Regions from separate parts of the Mus musculus genome. Here all the other regions are linked to region 1. Evidence: chromatin contacts called from public Hi-C, HiChIP or PLAC-seq and promoter capture Hi-C data. All regions are on one chromosome and are shown on one strand. Each heading gives the region's core, a stretch centred on a gene start, on an enhancer-like site or on the middle of the called end of the contact. The rest is flanking DNA. Distances are from core to core; before and after follow the strand shown. Region 1 holds the start of Tsen2 (tRNA splicing endonuclease subunit 2). Region 2 holds the start of Atg7 (autophagy related 7). Region 3 holds the start of Zfand4 (zinc finger, AN1-type domain 4). Region 4 holds the start of Washc2 (WASH complex subunit 2`). Region 5 overlaps Vgll4 (vestigial like family member 4). Region 6 has its middle 37 kb from the start of Gm38876.

Region 1 (3,490 bases), core at 550-3,049:
AACTCAGAAATCCGCCTGCCTCTGCCTGGGATTAAAGGCGTGTGAGAACAAGGCTCTGCTTCATGATGTTCTTTTAAGAGATAAGCAAGGGTCTTAGTATACTGCCCAGCCTTGAACTCCCAGCCTCAAAAGATGCTAGCTTCTCAGCTACCATAGTAACTGTGACTATAAATACATACCACCATGTGTGGGTAGGAATTATCTTCAAATAGTCCAATAAGGAGGTTGAGATATGAAGAATATGAAAGAAACAAGATAGCAAAAGTTGGAAATGTGAGAAACATTTTTATGTTTTGTTTTGTTTTGTTTTTATGGACCCCAGGACCTCTGCATGATAGGCAATTGCTCTACAACTAATTCACACCCCAACCTAGGGAAGGGGAGGGTGGGGAGGAAGAAAGGGAGGAAGGGAAGGAAGGAGGGAGGAAGGGGAGGCGGATTTCACTATATAGTCTAGGCTGATCTGGAACTTGCTATGTAGACCAGACTGGTCTTCGATTCATAGAGATCTGGCTGCTTCTTACCAAATGCTAGGATTAAAGGCACTCACCACCACACCTGACAGAAACTTTACCTGCCTGTCTGCATTCTTTGTTTTACATTTTGTTGTTATCTTTTGTGTATTCTTAAACAGTTTCATACAGTGTATCTTGACTACAGCCACCCCCAGCTCTCCCCTCCCATCCCTCTACTTGCCCACACATCCCTTCATCCCTTCCTATCTTCATTCCCTTTGCCCTTTATCTTTTTGGTCATCCATCAAATACAGTCAGTACTGCCGGCTAGAAGGTTAACTGATCTTTCAGGCTTGATCTTGACCACGCCTTATGTAGGTACCCAAGTCTGCTGTGAGTCCGTGAATGCCTTGGGCTCTGTCATGTTCAGAAGACAGCACTCTCCCATCCTCTGGCTCTTGCCTCCTTTCTGCATCACCCTCCTTTTCCATGTTTCCTCAGCCTCGGGCAGGCAAGGGTTAATATAGATACCCCATTTAAAGCTGAGCTCTCAGCAGTCACTTGCCAGCATTTTGACCAGTACTGAGCCTGTGTAGTCACCACAGCCCTCTGCAGAGAGGAGCTTCTCTGGCCAGGGGCGAAGGTAACACTAAGCTGTGGGTATAACCAAAAAAATTGGAAGTAGCTGGGCCTCTTCATTTAACAAGATACTAGTCAGTTTCTCCTCAGGGCCTTTGACTTCCTGAGACTTTAGATCAGGTTTACAATACCAGGCATGAGTTCCCTCCGTCGAACAGCCTCAGAGTCAATCAGTAATGTGGGTTTGCCTCTGTAACCTTCGCACCATTATTGCTCCAGTGGGCACATCTTCCCTGGTAGCATTCAGGGTTCACTGCTGAAAAAAATCTCATATCACACTGAGGTCAAGGGCAGCCTTTTGGGGCAGGTTGCTTCATATCTCATCTCTAAAAAATGGACCTTGTGTTAGAACTTACAGGCAGTGAGCACTGGCAATGCAAAGGCAGGTGTCCCTCCATGAGTTCAAGGCCAATCTGGGCTACAAAGTGAGTTCCAGGCAAACCAAGGCTATACAGTGAGACCTATGTAATCTCAAAAGGAAAACAAACAAACAAACAAACAAACCTTGGGGGTTGCTGTGAGAATTAAGGCGGGATATATTACCCCTTAGCCTTCCTCATTAGACTTAGCCGGGGGATGGGGCGGAATGTATCGTCAGCGGTACAGTGCGCAGGCGTGCTGTGCTAGGACACAGCCAGTCCCTTTTGCGGCTGCGTGCAACTGGTTTTGCGGCCGCACTGCTTGACGGCTGCAGCGCCGCCCCCCGGTTGCCGGGTAACGGTGGGCGCGCGTGGCGGCGAAAGGTAAGACTGAGTAGTCCTGTTTCTCGCGTTCTGTGTCCAGCGTGCGAGCGACTTCAGGCGGGAGCGGGGTGGGAGCTGTGGCTGTCACTCAAGCGCGCATGGGCACAGCGTCCCGAGGGCTGCGGAGCGCTTCGCTCTCGCTGACAGATGCCATCTGCCCCAGCCCCAAGCTGGTCTGCCTTGGCCCTCAGCCCTGCACCTCGGCCCAGGAGCTGTGCAGTGGGGGACACAGATGAAAGTGTGTTTGCAAATGATGAGGAGCCCACGAGGGGCTGAGGATGGGACTCGGTTGGCAGCCTGTTGTCTACTCCTAGCACCGCATCCAACCAAGCTGCTGCCCGCCTGTAATCCCAACTTCCAGAGATGGAAGCGAGAGCATCAAGCTGGTTTTAAGTTTCCTCAGCTACATATCACGTTTGGAGCCAGCCTGGGCTACGTGTGGCCTCATCTCAAAATAATAAATAAATAAATAAATAAATAAATAAATAAATAAATAAAATACATGCTAAGAGACCATGAGTAAGTTTGCCATAAGAGAGGCTTCTTTGACCCCTGATCCAAGAGTGTTGGAAAGTGATATGGACCCACCTTTTACTGTATGCTTTGTGCTTGGATTGACGGTAGAAGCATATAGAGCGGGGTTGGGCTGACCATTGGGTGTCATGGTTCGTGCTTTTAGCTGTAGTACATGGGAGGCTGGGGCAGAAAGATCATAGTTTAAAGCTAGCCAAAGCTGCATAACAAGGCCACGTGTCAGCAAAACCGAAATTTTTAAATGAATATTAGGCTAGCAGATTAAGAGAAGAATGAAGGACAGGCCTTGCTTTTGATGGACAGAAATATGCTTTGTGGTGCTCTGGTGACAGGCATGAGCAGGTTTCTCCTTAACAGTCTTTGCAGATACATTCACACACACACACACACACACACACACACACACACACACACGCTGCAAGCCATTCTTCTCACTTGTACAATGGGAATAAGAATGTGGCTGGGCAGCCGGGCGATAGTGGTGCACGCCTTTAATCCCAGCACTTGGGAGGCAGAGGCAGGCGGATTTCTGAGTTTGAGGCCAGCCTGGTCTACAGAGTGAGTTCCAGGACAGCCAGGGCTACACAGAAAAACCCTGTCTCGAAAAAACAAAAAAGCAAACAAACAAAAAAAAGAATGTGGCTGGGCTGGGACTGTGGCTCCTTTGATAGAGAGTTTTCTTTGAATGATCCAGGCCCTGAGTTCAATTCCCAGCACTAGGAAAAGAAGCAACTAAAAGCCTTTATATCCAGTCCTCCAGACCACCGTCCTGGTCTGGTCTACCCTATACATATGTACCTGGCTGTATGTATCTGCTTTATGACATGTAACGTTCGAGTACTTTGTTCCCCAGGGAGCCAGAAGAGGCTTTCTGATCCCCTGCAGCTAGAGTTGCAGGTGGGCATAAGCCACCATGTGCATGCTGGGAATTGAACCTGGGTCTTTCTTCTGGATGAGTACCTACCAAGCCTCTCTCCATCCCCGTGCGTGGTTATCTTTGACACGCACTTGTCCATTGTTCTAACTTCCTTGGTCCATCTTTCCTTCTGTCTTTATTGACATTCCTGGCTTCATGAGAAGTTTCGTGAACACCTTGGCCAGGGCTTGATGTTTCTGTTA
Region 2 (3,490 bases), core at 520-3,019, 900 kb before region 1:
TTCATTTGTCCCAAGGTTAGCTTCTCCCATCAAAGAAGCCACCAGAGAACAGGCTGGCCAGGAGAGGGAACAGTCCATCCAGCACAGCATGGTCCAGCCCTCTTGTATTATACTAGCTCCCATTTGCCTTTTTTTTTCTGGTCTTGTGTGTTACTCCTTAAGCAGAGAAAACTTATCAGAAGCAGGAATTCACACCTTCCATCTTGCTCTCTGTGATGTTTGGGGCAAGATGATGACTTGGGTGCAAAATTGTTGATCAGCTGTGATTGGTAGCCAGTTGTGGTCCTGGAGACATTTACCCACCTGTAGTTCAGGGTGGTCTTCCATTCCAGTAGTTATTCCTTGTTCCCCAACTTCATGCCTTCTTCCTAACGCTCATTTTGTGGGGTTTTTTTTCTTATTTTTCAGAGTCTAAGATTATTTCCTGTCACTCTGACTCCAAAGTGTCTGTCTCTCTCTCTCTCTGTCTGTCTCTCTTTCTTTTTTCCAGGAACCACTTTCCATTTGTTTACTCTGCCCCCCCCCCCGTATAAGCTATAAGGCACACACACACACACACACACACACACACACACACACACACACACACCACCTTGTAATTTATCCATTAGAAATAGGAAACCCTTAATGTAAAAAAAAATCAATAAATAGTCCAAGATATTATGATGAATCCCTAGAGGCACTCCAAAGGCACTGTGTGCCAGGAAAGGTGTCCGTGGACTGCCATCTCAGCAATGGTGATGCGGTATCAGGATGCTTGCCTTGAGCTCTGATCATCCTGGACTATAGAACTAAATCAAGTCAAGTACACTCTTGTCGCTAAGGAAGTCACTCATGTGCAAGACTCCCCAGGCTAGAGCATTTCATTATGTTCATTATCCTGTCAAAAAAAAAAATGTTTTCCCAGTAGTAAGTTTTTTGTTCGTTTTATTTGTTTGTTTGTTTTGTTTGAGATAGTGTAGCCCTGGCTGTCCCAGAACTCACTACTCACAGATCCACCTACCTCTGCCTCCCAAATGCTGGATTTTTTGTTTTGTTTTGTTTTGTTTTGTTTTTCGAGACAGGGTTTCTCTGTATAACTCTGGCTGTCCTGGAACTCACTTTGTAGACCAGGCTGGCCTTGAACTCAGAAATCTGCCTGCCTCTGCCTCCTGAGGGCTGGGATTAAAATCTTGTGCCACCACGCCCAGCCCAAATGCTGGAATTTAAGACATATCCCACACCGTCTGGCCCATATTAGGTTCTTAAGAAGTGATTTTATAGTCACTGAAGTTGCTGGCTGCAGTAGCTTGGTGGATATTTTAGATTCTATTTGGTTTTCCAGAGTTATATTTGGTTGGGCAAGCTTTTAATCCCAGCACTGGGGCAAAGCAAAGGTAAGCAATCTCTGTTAGTTCGAGACTAGACTGATGTATATGTATACAGGTCCAGAACAGCCATGGCTATGTAGTGTAAATATGAGGAGGACATAACCTTTTTAAAAAATTAAAAATGCAAAAAATAAAAATAAACCTTGTTTCAACACCTGTACTCTAGTACTACCCTGGGAATTTGATAATAATTCCGTAGTACTGTAGAGTCACTCGCAGGAAAATGTAATCTTCCTTACAAGCCCCAAAAGGCTTACAGGTTAGCCTTAGTTTCGCCCCGTTATTGCGGTTGTGGGGACCCTTTTTGTCGTTGTTGTTGTAGTGCGCATGCGCGCCGCGCTTCCGCGTTTGTGTGGGCTGGGTTATTACGTCATTGGGCCGCGCGGCGCGGCTGGGGCTGTGGTTGCCGGAAGTTGAGCGGCGGTAAGTAAGCCGTGGTTGCGGAGCAGCTGCCGGGGCTGGCGGGGTTCACTTAGGAAAGCTGAAGCCAGTTTTGGGCTGGTCTGGAATATTCTTCACCTGTCTATACTCGGTCCCCTCGTACTCCGGCAGAGAGTGTTGCGATCTCCGGGTCGGGAGGCGCCTCTGGTTGCTCATTCTGTGAAGTGCTGCCTTTGGCGTGTGTGGACCGGCCACGGAGTAAGCTTGTGTCCCCGGACTGTGAAGGGACTTGATCTTGTTACTTATGAGGAGGACATAATTAAATCTTTTCTACTAGAGGTTCTGCATCCCCTTAAAGGACCCAGAGATTACAAATTAGTACTTTATAGGAAATCAGCCTGGTGAGGCAAATGCACTTGTCAGAAAGTTTCTGAGCCAGGCATGGTCGCGGAGAGAGGTGACCCCAGCCGCAGGGAACCTGAGCCAAGAGAACTGCTATTTAGAACCAGCCTAGGCAATCGGACACAAACCCTTTTGCAAACTGGAAAACGGGTGTGGGATGTAGTTAAGTCCCAGAGCGGTTCTTCAGCGTTCCAGGGTCCTGGGTTCAATTACCAGCACATGCCAAATTGAATTTGAGATGAGACCGAATCAACCTGCGTCTGCAATTTTATTTAATTCTTTAAAATTATTTGTAACTTTGAGTGCGTGTATGCGTGTGTGGTCTCATGCCTCCAGAGACAAGACATGGCGGACCCCAGCAGAAGTGGAGCTCCAGGCAAGCTGTGCCTGATATGGGTGCTGGAAACCCTACCCAGGTCTTTGTAAGCACTGAGTCGAGTCAGCTTTCCAGTATAAATTAATTTATTTTTTTAAGACTGAATGCCATGCACCCCATGCTGTCTTTGAACACTCAGTGAAGCAGAGGCCGGCCTTTGAGTTTTTATATTTCTACTTCCACCTCCTTGAGTCCTGGGATTACAGGTGTGTACCACTACGCCTGTTTTTCTGATGTGTTCCTGCATGCTGGGCATCATAATATCATGGACTATTTATTGATTTTTTTTTTTTTTTTACATCCAGGGTTTCCTATTTCTAATGGATAAATTACAAGACGGTGTGTGTGTGTGTGTGTGTGTGTGTGTGTGTGTGTGTGTGTGTGCCTTATAGCTTATACAGGGGGGAAACAGGGGTAAACAAATGGAAAGTGGTTCCTGGGGAAAAAAAAAGAGACTTTGGAGTCATATTGACAGCAAATACTCTATCATCACCTCAGAGCTTCACTCCCATATCAGGCATCCTATTTATAAATCCTGGTCACAAATGTGCTTTCCCTTTCAAACGTGCTAATTTGGTGGCTTTTTATGTTGGTTTGACTTTGTCTTTCTTTTTTTAAAACCCATGTAACTGGTAAACAGACCTGTCTGCCTTGTAGACTTGAGGGCTCTGCCTCGGGCTTTTCCTTTCCCATAGACTGTTTATTTGTTTATTTTTTATTTTATTTTATTTTATTTATTTTTTTTTTTTGGCCTTGGTTTGTGAAAGCTCATGACTTCCTGTTGCTTCCAGCTTGCCTCCACCCAGTTCTTACTCAAAAAAGTCATGTGAGGAGTTAAGGACTGTGGCTTGCAGTCACAGCCCATTGCCCAATTAGAGTCATACTTGCTTTTAGTTGCCCCATGTGTATCTTTGAAAACTGCTAGACTGCCTTCCTCTCTCCTCTGTAGCTAAATGCACTT
Region 3 (3,490 bases), core at 509-3,008, 720 kb after region 1:
TCGGAAGCCAGTAGAGCATGCGCAGCATGCGGGGCCTTCACAGTTCACCCTCCCATTCTGTTTTTCACGTAGTGACGTGCTCTCCTAACGCTGTCTTCACGGGCTTACAAGCAGATACTCACTCACTTCCTTTACCCAATGTAGCTGATATTTTTCTGCATTGATTTTAATTATGCTTAAAATTACAAATAAAAAATAAACGCTTCACAGAGGTTTGTTCTTACTTAATAAGAGTGCATGGAAGCTCATGCTAACAGGAGACACTGCTTTGTGGCTTCATGTGTGGGCAGGGAGTGCAGATCGAGCAGTGGTCAGGCACCAGACCTGAAGGGTTTGCTCTGTCGGTGGGTCTGGGTGCTGTGATGGTCTAGCACGTGAAAGGTTATGCATTTATGGGTTCTAAGCCCATGAGAAGAGCTTTCTACTGAATTCCCAAAAAGTGGGTCTGCAATCTTGTAAGGGGAACTGTGGTCCTCTGTTGTCTTAATAATGTGCAGAAAGTTTTATTGGAACACAGCCTCCATCATGGCTACATTATCTGGCTACCCCAGTCAGAATTCAGAAGTGACAGGAAATGGGATTTTTTATCTGTAGGCAAAAATTTGCCTCTCATAGCTTTTGTTTCCTCCTTTGTAAATGGTTTCAGTACTAAAATTGCAAGATTGTTGTTGAGAATAGACCTTTTTGTCTGCCCTTTAAAATGGTAGGTTATGACTGGTGATGTATGGTTTGATGAGGTTATGAAATGTTAAGCTAAAAAAATAAAATTTAAGCGCATCCACTGGATGCTAGAGCACGTGAGTGCTGTGAGTGATCACGATGTCCTGCGCAGGCACTGTCCTCCTAGGCTCTGTTCATGTTACCATCATGGCTCTGGCCTCAATAGAGTTGGAAGTTATCAGCCCAGTCATGGGCTGAGTTTAAGAGCAAGAGGCTGACAAAAGGCCTCACCATACCATCTACCTCAGTCCCGAGGAGTTGAAACTGTGGAGACTAGTGGCTCAGGTCTCGGAGGATAATGAGAGGGTGGGAGAAGACTGATCAGGGCCAGGGTTCTTTTGCAAGTTGACTATGAGGGAGCGCTTTCATGGTCCTCTGCAGTCCTCCTGGTAAAACACTTGAGTTGAACCTCCTATGAAGGAACCGAAGCAGCAGGGGCCCAACCTAGTTGGAAGGCATGTGTAGTCAGAAAGCCAGTCAGTTTATATCCCACTTCAGCTCGGTGCACAGCAAAAGTAGGACGGGATCTGAGCTCAGGTTGAGACTGTTTGACCTATAATCTTCAAATAGTTGCTCAAATGCAAAAGGCATATAGAAATGTTCCCATTTTACAGATGACACAACTGAGTCAGAAATGTTAGGAGAACGTGGAGTACAAGAAAAGGGTGACTAGCATGGACATCCTTTTAAGTGTCCTAGGCCATGAGTAAATAACAAATGCCAAAGACCCTCCTATCCCCAAAGAACCTTAGAAGTGCCCCAGCCACTCTGGTGCCGGCTCTTCCCAGACGCTGTGCCCCGTCTCCAGTCTCCTACCCTGCCCTAGACGGGTCCTGCAACCAGTTATAAAGAGTCAACATACGGGCCAGTTCTAACCGACAACCCTTCCTGAAAGCCCGTGCGACCCCGGCGTCCGAGCAACCGCCAGCCGCGGAAGACTAGGCCCCGCCCCTCGCGAGCTGATTGGAGGGCGTCGGCAGCGCTGATCGGCGATTGGTGAGCGGTGTCACAAAGGGCGGGACCGGAGCTTCGCGGGCCAGCGTAGGCCGGCGTCTCGGGCGCGCGAACTCCTATCCGCCTGCGGGCAGGCGAGCGAGCGAGCGGGCGGACGCGACCACCGGAGGGCGAGCGGGTGAGGGGCGCGGCGGGGCGGGGCGCGGCGCGGCCCGGAGGGAGGGCGGGTGGTGGAAGGGCCTGCTGCGTCTTCGCTGCCCCGGTGCGCCCGCCTCAGCTGCAGCCTGGTCACACCCGTGCTTCTCTGCCTACGGACTCACGGACAAATTGGTCGTACCCGTGGCTCGGGGTGCTGCTGACCCGACTTTGGGTCTGAGTGTGGTCCCTGCTGGTTGTGGCCCCAGGGCAGCACCCCCGCACTTGTGCATCGCTCCTAGGCCAGAGTGTGGTTCTAATCTGTAGCTCGATTTTCACACATCTGTAAAAGGACAAGAGTCACCTTTTTAAAAGGCTGCAACATATTGTGGGTATATTTATGTTGGGGGGAAAAATTAAAAACTAACTCGTCGTGTGACTAAGTTCCTGTGGACGAGAAGGAAGCAAAGGCCAAGGTACTGAAATTACCCCTTGAGTGCAGTTATTGCCGCTTTTGTTGGTTGGTTTTAGACATTTCAAAAGATGAAAGAAATGTTGGAAATTCACTTTGATTTTTCTCTAACAGTTTTCAAGATAAATTAGCAATTTAATCATCGTTTTATTTACTTATATTATTAAACATCACTATACGTTTTTATTGTCAATTGGTTTTCCAGTGCTCATTCATGCATACCACGGGCCACTTTGAGGATGCTTGCAGGCCTCAATGGACCCAGTTTTAGTACGCTAGGTCATTGGCCCACTTGAGCTTCCACTAGGCCATGTAATATTCTGCTGTGGTTTAGCCGGCCAGCACAACCTTTTGTCTTGTTACATTAATTTCCTTTGCTGAGAAGTATGACACAGCCGGGCGTGGTGGCGCACACCTTTAATCCCAGCACTCGGGAGGCAGAGGCAGGCGGATTTCTGAGTTCGAGGCCAGCCTGGTCTACAAAGTGAGTTCCAGGACAGCCAGGGCTGGACAGCCAGGGCTATACAGAGAAACCCTGTCTCGAAAAAAACAAAAACAAAAACCCAACCAACCAACCAAACAAAAAAGTATGCAACACAATTGCTTTCAGATATGGTCACCACCCTCGGTTCTTTTTGTGTATTGGAAATTATGCCACTAACTGGGACCAAACTTCATTTGGGAGTTCTTGTACCACTGATGATGCACCTACTGCTGTGCTGATTTTCTTCTACTTATAGGCACGTTAGTCTCATTTCAGATCTGTGCATTGAAGGATTACATGTTGCCTATGCGTATTTCACTATAATGCTGTTTTTTTTTTCTTTTTCTTCTTATAATGCTGTTGTTTTGTTTTGTTTTTGTGAAATTGCAGATTGAGCCCAGGGCCTAATATGTGCTAGGAAATACCCTATCACCTGGCTTCACATTTACCATGAGTGATGTAAGAGTGAGTAGTGAAATACAAACAGTACCACTGTTGCGTAGTGTACTCTTGCAGCTCTGACCCACAGTACTGGGAGCACAGTCCTTGTGTTGCTGCTGTTGTTTGTTTCTCATTAGTTCATATGTTGTGCAACTCCACTCAGAACAACTGTGCTCTTAGCAACAATGTTTCTTCCTGTGATGCCGTTTTTTTTTTTTTAAAGGAGCGTTAGCTATCTGCATAATTCAAGCTTCCTAAGAATGTTTTATATTAGAACTATGAAA
Region 4 (3,490 bases), core at 517-3,016, 660 kb after region 1:
GGGGTTTGCTTACCTCAAACTGTATTCTAAACTCTATTAAAACTACTCTTAAGCTAACCTTAGTCAAACACCCTTCCCTAACACTAATACTAAGCTAAGACCAGGCTGCCTTCACACAAACATGTATCAGTTTAGATATGCCTCTTCAGGGTTGGGATAAAGAAATTGTGTGCTACCATACCCAGCTGTGTAATGAATATTAAGGCTGCCCTAATCCTAATTAAACCTTCATCTGTTACGCTCACCCTAAGACTAACGCTCTCCTAACCATAATTCACAACTATCTCAGCATTAACCGTAACACTAAATCCTAACTATAACCCTTCCTTTTATGAGTTGCTTCTGAGGTAATTTTTATTATAACAATAGAAAAATAACTAAGACAGCCACCTTAACCCTAACCCCCAAAATAGCACCATAACCACAATGTTAATCATAACCCTAAATCTAATGTCTATCTATAACACCTGCTCACCCTAACAGCAACACAGATACAATCACACTAATGCTACAGAAACCAACCTGAGCCTTTACCCTGGCTTTACTAGTTCACAGCTGACTACTTGCTCATAAGCAGTTAACTCCCCATTCCCTTCTTTCCTCAATCCCTGGCCCCCACCAACCTACTTCCTCTCTCTGGATTGATCCATTCTGGATATTTCATATAAATAGAATAACCTGTGCTCATGTATATGACTGACCTCTTTCAATTGAAGTATTTCTAGGTTAATTCATGCCCTATCATATATCAGCATTTTATTTCTTTTGGTGAATTGCGTGGTTCTACAGCATTTTGTTTATCCATTCGTCACCTGATGGACATTTAGATTGCTTCTGCTTTCTGGGTATGGATCAACACTACAGTGAAAATTCTTGCAGATTTTTACCTGAGCAGGTTTTCATTTGTCTTAGTTGCATACCAAAGAGAAATCTTTAATGAGGTTTCAACGGAGGTGGCCACAAAGCAAAATCTGAAAGTTGGAAAAATAATCTGCACAGGAGAAATGATAAGATCTAAGGTGAGCACTCACCATATACCAGGCACTATCTGTTTTAACACCTATTATCGCTTCTTTTTTATTTTTATTTTTCGAGACAGAGTTTCTCTCTGTGTAGACCAGGCTGGCCTCGAACTCAGAAATCCGCCTGCCTCTGCCTCCCAAGTGCTGGGATTAAAGGTGTGCGCCACCATGCCCGGCTGTATTGCTTCTTTAATATGCAGAAGAAAGCTTATAGAAGAAGCTAAGTAACTTGTTCTCGGGCACACAAAAAGGAAAGATAAGGGGTTATTTCTAAAAGTCAGTCTGGGCAAGACCAACTCAGAAAGGGGTCTGTTCACAAGGAAGTGCTAGTGGACAGCCAGGGGAGCTTTGGATTTCGATTTCTACCCCTCCACCTCCCGGCCTTGAATCTCAGCTGAGGGTTTCAAGAATTTCAAGCGGATCCACATTGAACTGAAACCAAACCGGTTAGCAGATGTACACATTGAGGGTCACTGTGGCCCTGGGCTAGTCTCACATCACATGCATAATCAATAAAGCCGCCGCACATCCAGGAAGTCGTCCTCCGCTCTCCTTCCTCTTCAGCTCCCACCTGGTAGGCCACGGGACTCCTCAGCATGGGCCCCACTGGTACCTTCCGCCTCTTTCGCACTAGCTGGCCGCTTAAACACCTTCTCTCTGGTCAAACCCAATTACCCAGGAGCTACTAACCCATAGCTCCCGATCAGAGGCTGCGCCCCAGGTCACGTGAGGACACCATCACGTGACGTGAACCATGTGATTACCACCGCGCTGGGTGGGCAGTGTAGTAGCCACTCCCGTAGTCACTTTGGAGCTTGCTGAGTGGCGGTGTCATCGTGGTGAGGACGGCGGCCCAGGAGGGCAGGGCTGGATCCTTCGCCCCAGACTCAGCTCTTCTTTTTGTCCTTCTCGCTGTAGATGAACCGGACGAGCCCCGACTCGGAGCGGCCTCCGGCATCCGAGCCGGTGTGGGAACGGCCCTGGTCGGTGGAGGAGATCCGCCGCAGCAGTCAGAACTGGTCTCTGGCGGCTGACGCCGGTGTGAGCGGGGGACCCGGGGCCAAGGGAGGGACAGAGTTGTAGTTACCCCTCCTCGGGGACACGCTTCCTCCAGTATTCAAAGGCGCAATCTCAGACACCGGGGAGGGCGGCCCTGTGGGCTTCTACCCAGCACTCTGCCGCGCAGACGCGGGTTTCCTTCCGTGCAGTGGCTTTTCAACCTTGCCCTCCACGCCATCCTGCTGAGCAGATTCTGTTTCTGCCCTCTCCAAGGACTGCTTTGTCTCTACGGAGGCCCTTCTGTATTAGAACTGGGGCTAAATGGGGCAGCACATATTTTTGAGTAGATCTGCTCACTTCGGGACCTAAGAGCTCAGAACTTTCATACAAGTGGGATTTGGGGTGTTTTGTCACACTATGTGGTCTCTGGAGCGTGACAACCAAACAGGGCTTTAAATCCCTGTAGAAATGTGATACTGGTTTTGTGTTCTGGACAAACTTATCTGATGAGCTTTCTTAATGCTTTCCAGGGTCACCTGACCTTAGATCAACAGTATCATCCCTTTTTCTTAACATAGGGGCAAAAGGGGAGGGGTTTTTTGTTTGTTTGTTTTGCTTTAAATCACATGTAGTGTTGATACTTGTGTATGTTTCTTTTCAAAATAGCTACTACAGTTTCTACAGGAATTCTCACAGCAGACTATCTCCAGGACTCATGAAATCAAGAAGCAGGTGGATGGATTAATTCAGGAGACCAAAGCCACACATTGTCGTCTGCATAATGTGTTCAATGACTTCCTCATGCTGTCTAATACCCAGTTCATTGAGAATGTGAGTTGTTTTATGGTATCTGACTTTCGAATAATCCCTTTTGGGGAGTAAGAACTATTGTCATTTATAATGATAATAAGGTTCTCTTCTAAGTTTTGGTGGATAGATTGGTTCTTGGTAACTGAAGCTCCTTTCTCTGAAATCAGTGTCTTTTATCAGTAAAGTTCATGGGTTTTACAAACCTTTAAAAACATCTAATAATAAGGTTTGCCTCGTGCTGGTTTTTCTGTTTTTAGTTTTGAGGGCAATTACCATTTGAGCAGAGTTGTGTGCCTCTCAAAAAAGCCACTGTGCTCATTCAGTATGGTCAGCTCTAAGCCTGGCTTGGCCTCACGTGCCCCACTTTTGCCTTCAGTCCCTAGAGACTTTATGTAGGTCCATCATGTCTCCCTCAGTTGTGTAAGTGAATGCAGATGTCTGCTTTGCATTTCGTCATCTACAGTTTTCTTTTTCTTCCTTTTCTTTTTTCTCCTTCTGTTTGTTTGAGACAGGGTTTCTCTGTGTAGCCCTGACCGTCCTGGAACTCACTCTGTAGACCAGGCTGGCCCGGAACTTACAGAAATCTACTTGCCTCTGCCTCCCAAGTACTGAGATTTAAGGTGTGGGCCACTACTGTCCCGCCAGCACCAGTTTTTCAA
Region 5 (3,490 bases), core at 735-3,234, 660 kb before region 1:
TGGGGCTCTGTGAAAAGGCAAAAAGAAAAGTGGACACCACCCCCAAGACAGGCTGCACTAACCCCTCCCTCCATGGCAGTAATCCCGCCCCACCCAGGCAACTCCCTGACATCCATGTTCTCAGCACATTTTCTCAGAAGTAATTGTCTTCCTCAGAGCCACCAGTCTTGCAAGAAAATTGGCAGGGTAGACTTGAGACAGGTAACAAGGACCAAGCACTAGAGCAATCCTGAGGGGTACCCCTGTCCCCCAAAGCTCCCACTGTACTTCAGGACTCCTTACTGGCTCTACCTGCCCTGGTCAGCATCACACCACGGGGTCAGAGGACCACATCTTCAAGCCCCTCTTTGCTCGTGGCTCAAACTGTGTTTCAACAACGTGCCCTCCTCAGCATCAGCGCAATCCCCTTGATGATAAAGCAAACAAGGCATGCTTTGCCTACACACCATTAGCAAATTCTAGAAAGCCAGAACACCTCACATTCTCTTTCAAGATACAAATACACTAGGGTCATTTCTGACCCCATAGATAGTGGCCCTAATGTCCTCTTAGTCACAAAATAAAGAGGGACACGCCACAGCTCAAACAAGACACATCTACAAGTCAATCAACATACATGCCAAGTACCAACAACACGAGTGAGCAAGATTGAGAAAACACCTAGTGTCAATGTTTGGTCTCCACACACACCTACACATATGTGCACCTTCATGCACATACATGAACATGCACACAGAATTTATATGTGTATTTTACTATAATTTTTTTTTAAATGGGGAAAATCCACCTACCTGGATTTTCCTTTGGGAGCCCAGAGAGCCTGGCAGAATGAGGGCACAGTTTCTAGTTTTCCTCAAACTTTGCATAATGATGCTAACTGGGAGCTGAGCACCAAATCTGACGATTCTTCTCTCATTTCCACAGTGCTGGGGGCTACGTGAGGACCATGGGCACCAGGCAGATGCTGCCATTCAGCCATACCACTGCTACCCCTCACCATCCTGTAGGCTTAAAGCTCTTTAGAGTGTCGACACAGACCGGTATTTCAAGCTCTTGTTTTCAATCACCAAGGAGCTACAAAATGATTTCTCAACTATTTTAATACTCTAATGTTTTTAACTACAGCCAGGCATGATGGTGCCCGTCCATAATCCCCATGATGGGAAGGCAGAGGCAGGAGAATCAAGAGTTCAAGGCTAGTCAGGGCTACCTAGTGAGTTCAAGGCCACTCTGGGTCACGGAAGCCGGGCCACCAGGCACTGCACTAGATCCTTACAATAATCTAATGAGAAGGCATACTCACTGCCCCGTGGGACAAGAAGAAGGTGGCATCTGAGCCAGAGTACCCAGCCTAAGACACACATTCTCAAACACTCATCACACTCGTGTTTTCTGCTGTCCCCACAGCCAACATCTGCACAGTGAGGTTATGAATAATAGTATCCACCTGAGTATTTCCTTGATTTAACTCTGAGATTCTCAGTCTGCCAGCCCGATCACTGCCATCTGACAGTAAGGACATGGGGCCCAGAAACACCAGGTCTCACAGCTGGTAAGCCACAGCAGGAGGACTTCAACTAAAGCATGGCCCCAGTCTACACAGTCACAAGGCTGCCTCTTCTTCCCTTCCCCTCCCTTGAAAAAATAAAACAAAGGGTCAAGAGTCTCTCATTTGGGTTTGGGAAAGTTGGATGGAGGGTAGTACAAGCATGGATGCCAGGCCTCTCAGCGAGGAGCGCCATCTGATTCCCTCCCAGGCAGTGAGTGAGAGAGGGCGCTGTTCTGCGCAGCCTCCGCTGCTAGATTCCTGAGTGTAGCAAATTCCAGGCTCCAGACTGCAGGCTCAGCCTCTGACTAACACTACAGTGATTTATTTGAGGATAAATACCTCTGTCAGTGTCTTATGACTGAACACAACAGAGCAGGCAGATTGGCATGCGCGGAATGTGAGGACGCGGGCTGAGGCAGCAGAGGCCAGAGCCGCCTCCAGCTACAGAGCGCGGTCTGCAGGAGGGACCCTGCACTGCACCTGCTGCTGCCAGCATCAGCCAGCCCGGGCTGGGGAGCAATCCCAGTGACTACAAACCACTCATCTGCACATGGGGACACGGACTGGCTACACAACTGCCACAGCCCAGACACCAAGTCCTGAAAGTGCAATGTGACATACACTGTCTTAGCCGGCCAGACCATGTCACAGATTCAGAGAACGCCAGCTTAAGCCGCTTTGAGTTGAAAATGGGTTTAAGAGATAGGCTGGAGAGAAGGCTAGGCAGTTAGGAGAACTGGCTGCTCTTCCAGAAGACCTATCGACATACATGCAGGCAAAACACCAATGCACATAAAAATAAATAAAATCTTTAAAAAAATAAAAGAAAGAAAATAAAGTTTGAAAGAAAGAGAGAGAGAGCGAGAGAGAGAGAGAGAGAGAGAGAGCGAGAGAGAGAGAGAGAGAGAGGAAGGAAGGAAGGAAGGAAGGAAGGAAGGAAGGAAGGAAGGAAGGCAGGCAGGCAGGCAGGCAGGCAGGGCAGTGGTGGCACACGCCTTTAATCCCAGCACTTGGGAGGCAGAGGCAGGTGGATTTCTAAGTTCGAGGACAGCCTGGTCTACAGAGTGAGTTCCAGGACAGCCAGGGCTATACAGAGAAACCCTGTCTGGAAAAGAAAGAAAGAAAGAAAGAGAGAGAGAGAGAGAGAGAGAGAGAGAGAGAGAAGAAGAAGAAGAAGAAGAAGAAGAAGGAGGAGGAGGAGGAGGAGGAGGAGGAGGGGGAGGAGGAGGAGGAGGAGGAGGAGGAGGGGGAGGAGGAGGAGGAGGAAGGGAGGGAGGGAGGGAGGGAGGGAGGGAGGGAGGGAGGGAGAGAGGGAGAGAGAGAGAGAGAGAATGAGGATCAGAGAAGACACTAGGGTAATCCAATCAATTGCAATGCCAATCAAGGATCTGACACCAAGAGATGTCACCATGGCTCCAGGCTACCCCCAGCTGCACAGTGCGGTGCATGGTCACAACAGGGTGCAATACTGAACGCCCATGCAACAGCCTTCCACTTGGGTAACTCACAAACACCCAGTATCGATTTGCATAATGGCCAGCAGAGGAGACTGGCAAGCAAAAGCCAAGTTTTCCAAACAGCACCCATAGTTCACCTTCAGGGCTGCTCCCCTCCAACATGAGAGGTTGTCGGAGTTGAAAAGAAATAAGATGTCATCTCTGCACCAGTCACTAAAGTCAGCTCGACACCTTCCTGTCATATAAACACCACCTATCTTTTATAAACAACGTCCTCTATCAATAACTAAGGAAATCATGATGACGTGATGGGAGGAAAGGTGAAGGGAAACACAGCCCAGCCCAGAGCAGGCAAGATCCCAAAGAGGGTGGAACTTACAAATGGGGGCTGAAGATGCGGCTCATCTTGGAGACGTGGTCGTTTTCACAGTCCAAGTCCTTGTCCCCGGGCTCCATGCTGAATTTCCTCTTGCTGGGGCTGATG
Region 6 (3,490 bases), core at 369-2,868, 560 kb before region 1:
CAGACACTCAAGGCCATCCTCAGCAGCATGGGGAGTTTAAGGCTAGCCTGGGCTACAAGAGAACATGACAATAAAGAAAAGGCAAAGAAAAAAAGATATGAGGTGAGAAGAGGGGAGGGGAGGGGAGGGGAGGGGAGGAGAGGGGAGGGGAGGGGAGAGAAAAGTTGTCTTAGGAATTGATTGCTTTCAGGAGGAAAAGACCTAAACCAAGTGTCATAGTGAGTTTTCTGTTGTTATACCCAAATGTCAGAAGCATGGCAACTTTATAAAGAAATAAGGTTTGGGTTTGTTGGGTAAAGGTGCTTACCACCGAGACTAATGACTTGAGTTTGATCCACAGAACTCACACTGTAGAAGGGAAGAACCAACTGTACAAGTTGTCCTCTGGCCTACACACACACACACACACACACACACACACACACACACACACACACACACAAATTAATAAGTGTAGCTTTTTAATGTTTAAGAAGAGGAAAGGTTTCTTCGATTCATAATTTAGGAGGTGGGAAGTGCATGCGCATGGCCCCAGGTGTCTGGCAAGGGACTGTTTGCTGGCCGAGTCTCAGATGGTGCAGCAGTCATGGTGACAGATAGGGAGAGTCACACGAGTCCTGCTTCCTCTTCTTTATAAATCTGGTAGTTGTTTTGGTAGTTCCAGAGACTGAATCCAGGATGCCTGCATGCAAACAAGCCCTCACCCAGCCAACGGTATCCAAGGCCCTGGCTCCATCTTTGCACAGGTATCTGCATGTTGACCATAAGGCTACACCCTGAAGACCTGACAACCAAACCCCGAGCACCTACCTCCTGCAGTCCCTCCTCCAAGCATCTAACATCAGATCCCATGTCCCTCTTCAGTGTCTCACAGTGGGAGATCAAAGTTCACCTTTACAATGACTGTGATGACAGGTCTATCACTCACCATTTTTTATCTGAGCAAATCAATGCTCAGAGAGGTTCAGCTATTTCCCCAAGACTGCACAGCTGGCCTGACAGAGCCAGGCTGAAGTGCAGAGGACCATCTCAACCCACAACACCTTCCTGAGGAGCCACAACAGCAACTGAGCACATCTGACTAAAATTCTGTTCTCTCCAGTCTTCACACTACCCACATAGGAAGCTTGCTAGGTATGTCCTCTAAGCCTGAGAAACACTGGGAAAGCCTACTATCCTGAGCCTGGTTGGCGGGGTCCTTTCTCCCTACCTCCCTAGTTTCCTCAGCCCCAGCCTGGCCAGATGCCTACCCTAAGCTGGCAAAGGATGCCTTAGGAATGGCATTCACAGTTAGTTAGAGAGACCAGACAACACAATATCTAGGGATCTGGCAAAGAATGGCATAGCTACGTCTCATCAGAAGTCTGGACCTTGCAGACATCTTCCTCTGAGTGACCCAAAGAACAAGCCCACCAGGCAGCTTTCTATTGCTGTGGTAAGTACCATGGCTCAAAGTAGCTTGGGGAGGAACGGGTTGATTTCAGCTCACACTTCCCAGATCACAGTTCATCACTAACTGAAGCCAGGGCAGGAGCTCATGGGAACCAGCAGACAGGAACTGAAGCAGAGCCATGGAGGCGCGTTGCTTACCTGCTTGCTTCTCATGGCTTGATTTGATTGCATTTCTATATATCCCAGAGCCACCTGCTCAGGGGTGGCACCAGTCACAGTAGGCTGGACCCTCCTACACCAATCATTAATCAAAAAACAAACAAAACCAAACTTGCCCACAAGCCTCAAATAGAAACTTTTTCTCGACTGAGGCTCTTTCTTCCCAGATGGCCCTCGCTTGTATCACGTTGACAAAAACTTACCGGCACAGAATCTTTTTCAGGTGATGGGGAGGGACTTGGACAAGCAGACCAGCCTTCCAGTGTTAGGGACACTTGATTCTGTCCAGCCACGATGCTCAGCTTGACCCTGAAGAGAAGGACATTGTCACCTTTGCTATAAACTGCATTCAACAGTTGCTGCCAAGGCAGCTTGGTAAAGTACCCATCCTCTCACAACCAAGAGACCCCCAGAGCCACAGAAAAACCTCTAAGGAGTTCTGCCCTGCTGGCCACACCACTGAACAGCGCAGAGCTGACTGACTCATTCACCCTGTGGGGGATGCTGGCTATAGGGTCCAGATTTGCCAGACTGTTTGCACAACCCATCGTGATTTCATTCATAAAACATCTATCCTCCCCAAGGTAGATCCTGCTTCATGCCTGTTCATCCTCATGAGTGAAATTAGCATGGTCCAGCATCATATAATGACTGGTCATCAGGTAATCTGGGAGTCAAATTCTAGCTTTCCTTTTAAAAATAAGTTCCTTCGGGTCTTTATAGTACCTGGACTATAGTAGATGCTAAGTGTTGTTGCCTTTTGAGGTGCTCAAGACTCACGATGGTTTTCAATGTCACAGTTATTGAACAGCTACTGCATGTTAGATTCTGCCAACAGGACCTGAGAGTATGGCTTCTCCTCCCTTTACTGGTTACTGAATGCCATTCCCCATTTAATAAACATTTTTAGAAGAATTTTTGCGATGTAGTGTGTGTGTGTGTGTGTGTCTGTGTGTCTGTGTGTGTGTCTGTGTCTGTGTGTCTGTGTCGTGCATACACTGCTTGCAGAGCCTAGTCAAGGACATTGGATCTTCTGGAACTGGAGTTGCAGGCAGTTGGGTGGGTGCTGGTAATCCAACTTAGATCCCCTGCAGGAGCAGCCAGTGCCCCTAACCATGGGCCCATCTCTCCAGCGCCCTCTGTATACATTGGAAGTAGTAGTAGTAGTAGTAGTGTCTTTTCCATGCAGGTCAGGAGCCATCATTTCCTTGGGGTCCACTCTCTTCCTGACCCTCATCAGGGGTGTGCCAAGTAGATTCTGAGCTGATATTCACAGTGATGAATCCTTCAAGTCAGTAGTAAGTAGTCCTCTGCCCTCTATATGAACAGAATGTGGGCCCAGGATGCTCAGGAAGTTTCCTGGAGTTGCACAGCTAGGACTCTGGCTGAACTGTAGAGACAAGCAGACTAAGTACAGAGGGCCATGAGGAGGCCGAAGGGACCGAAAGATGGCAGTTTGTCACCCATCCCTTGAGAGCCACAGGACTATGAGCTGTAGTGATGACAAACATCCCCAGAGACCACTGCCAGCCTCTCCCAACCAGCAAACAGCAGGCCAACTCCAACAATCCCTTGAGATCATGGCACCATGATGTCACCCTGTTTATTCACCAAGTGGGAATCAGACCCACAGAATGGCTTAAGGAACTACTGGCCCCAGACATCAAAATGACAATGCCCCGTGACACACTCTCTGTGCCACCAGCGGCTCCTCAGCTGAAGGTCACCTAGAAGTAAATCACGGGGCAGTTTAATCTTTGCTCCCATTCCACAATTTAGGAGCAATTCTGTGCAACTTCCTTCCATTACTGGTCATGTCACTACGTAAGGGCAGGGTGACAACAGTGCATTTGGAGACAGCACACACACTCAGGGTCTC

The links. Hi-C and Micro-C count contacts between places; a contact is called where the count stands out from the background. HiChIP or PLAC-seq counts read pairs in DNA pulled down with a chosen protein or histone mark. Capture Hi-C pulls out chosen DNA fragments and counts their contacts.
Region 2: a Hi-C map of B cells shows a contact between it and region 1, with 9 read pairs. The contact joins the promoter of Atg7 here to the promoter of Tsen2 in region 1. A contact is called at or near these places in 1 of 484 Hi-C or Micro-C datasets (B cells), 1 of 115 datasets of contacts at active chromatin or transcription factors (pancreatic cancer cells) and 1 of 9 other capture datasets (liver).
Region 3: a contact with region 1 is called in an HNF4G HiChIP or PLAC-seq map of pancreatic cancer cells. The contact joins the promoter of Zfand4 here to the promoter of Tsen2 in region 1. A contact is called at or near these places in 1 of 39 promoter capture datasets (pre-B cells), 2 of 484 Hi-C or Micro-C datasets (CD4 T cells and regulatory T cells) and 1 of 115 datasets of contacts at active chromatin or transcription factors (pancreatic cancer cells).
Region 4: a promoter capture Hi-C map of adipose tissue shows a contact between it and region 1. The contact joins the promoter of Washc2 here to the promoter of Tsen2 in region 1. A contact is called at or near these places in 1 of 115 datasets of contacts at active chromatin or transcription factors (pro-B cells) and 2 of 9 other capture datasets (adipose tissue and liver).
Region 5: an HNF4G HiChIP or PLAC-seq map of pancreatic cancer cells shows a contact between it and region 1. The contact joins the enhancer-like site here to the promoter of Tsen2 in region 1. A contact is called at or near these places in 2 of 39 promoter capture datasets (embryonic stem cells and hippocampal neurons), 3 of 115 datasets of contacts at active chromatin or transcription factors (embryonic stem cells, pancreatic cancer cells and regulatory T cell precursor) and 1 of 9 other capture datasets (adipose tissue).
Region 6: an HNF4G HiChIP or PLAC-seq map of pancreatic cancer cells shows a contact between it and region 1. The contact joins the enhancer-like site here to the promoter of Tsen2 in region 1. A contact is called at or near these places in 2 of 39 promoter capture datasets (hippocampal neurons and neural stem cells), 3 of 484 Hi-C or Micro-C datasets (the N1E-115 cell line and embryonic stem cells) and 4 of 115 datasets of contacts at active chromatin or transcription factors (embryonic hindbrain, embryonic midbrain, forebrain and 1 more).

What each region holds. Positions count from the first base shown.
Region 1 is chr6:115,542,892-115,546,381 of GRCm38.p6, forward strand. Tsen2 (tRNA splicing endonuclease subunit 2) reads left to right here and starts at 1,800. Exons shown (of 12, transcript NM_199033.2): 1 at 1,800-1,837. Gm36355 (a long non-coding RNA gene) reads right to left here and starts at 1,756. Exons shown (of 7, transcript XR_869382.3): 1 at 1,451-1,756; 2 at 1,226-1,350.
Region 2 is chr6:114,641,358-114,644,847 of GRCm38.p6, forward strand. Atg7 (autophagy related 7) reads left to right here and starts at 1,770. Exons shown (of 19, transcript NM_028835.5): 1 at 1,770-1,793.
Region 3 is chr6:116,262,461-116,265,950 of GRCm38.p6, forward strand. Zfand4 (zinc finger, AN1-type domain 4) reads left to right here and starts at 1,759. Exons shown (of 10, transcript NM_001309446.1): 1 at 1,759-1,852. It overlaps Washc2 (WASH complex subunit 2`), which reads left to right. Exons shown (of 31, transcript NM_026585.3): 31 at 1-211. The coding sequence ends at 14.
Region 4 is chr6:116,206,267-116,209,756 of GRCm38.p6, forward strand. It overlaps Washc2 (WASH complex subunit 2`), which reads left to right and starts at 1,767. Exons shown (of 31, transcript NM_026585.3): 1 at 1,767-1,861; 2 at 1,941-2,063; 3 at 2,688-2,852. The coding sequence starts at 1,941. 9530062K07Rik (RIKEN cDNA 9530062K07 gene) reads right to left here and starts at 1,727. Exons shown (of 4, transcript NR_131013.1): 1 at 1,636-1,727; 2 at 888-991.
Region 5 is chr6:114,887,232-114,890,721 of GRCm38.p6, forward strand. It overlaps Vgll4 (vestigial like family member 4), which reads right to left. Exons shown (of 5, transcript NM_177683.3): 2 at 3,386-3,490. Among named protein-coding and RNA genes, the nearest start is that of Vgll4, 33 kb to the right of the region's middle. Within about 2 kb of position 1,985, at least 214 of the 459 cell types and tissues checked have an H3K27ac peak or open chromatin away from gene starts, as enhancers often do. A contact at or near this core is called in adipose tissue and pancreatic cancer cells, where this site is marked.
Region 6 is chr6:114,981,218-114,984,707 of GRCm38.p6, forward strand. No RefSeq gene overlaps it. Among named protein-coding and RNA genes, the nearest start is that of Gm38876, 37 kb to the left of the region's middle. Within about 2 kb of position 1,619, at least 8 of the 459 cell types and tissues checked have an H3K27ac peak or open chromatin away from gene starts, as enhancers often do. A contact at or near this core is called in pancreatic cancer cells, where this site is marked.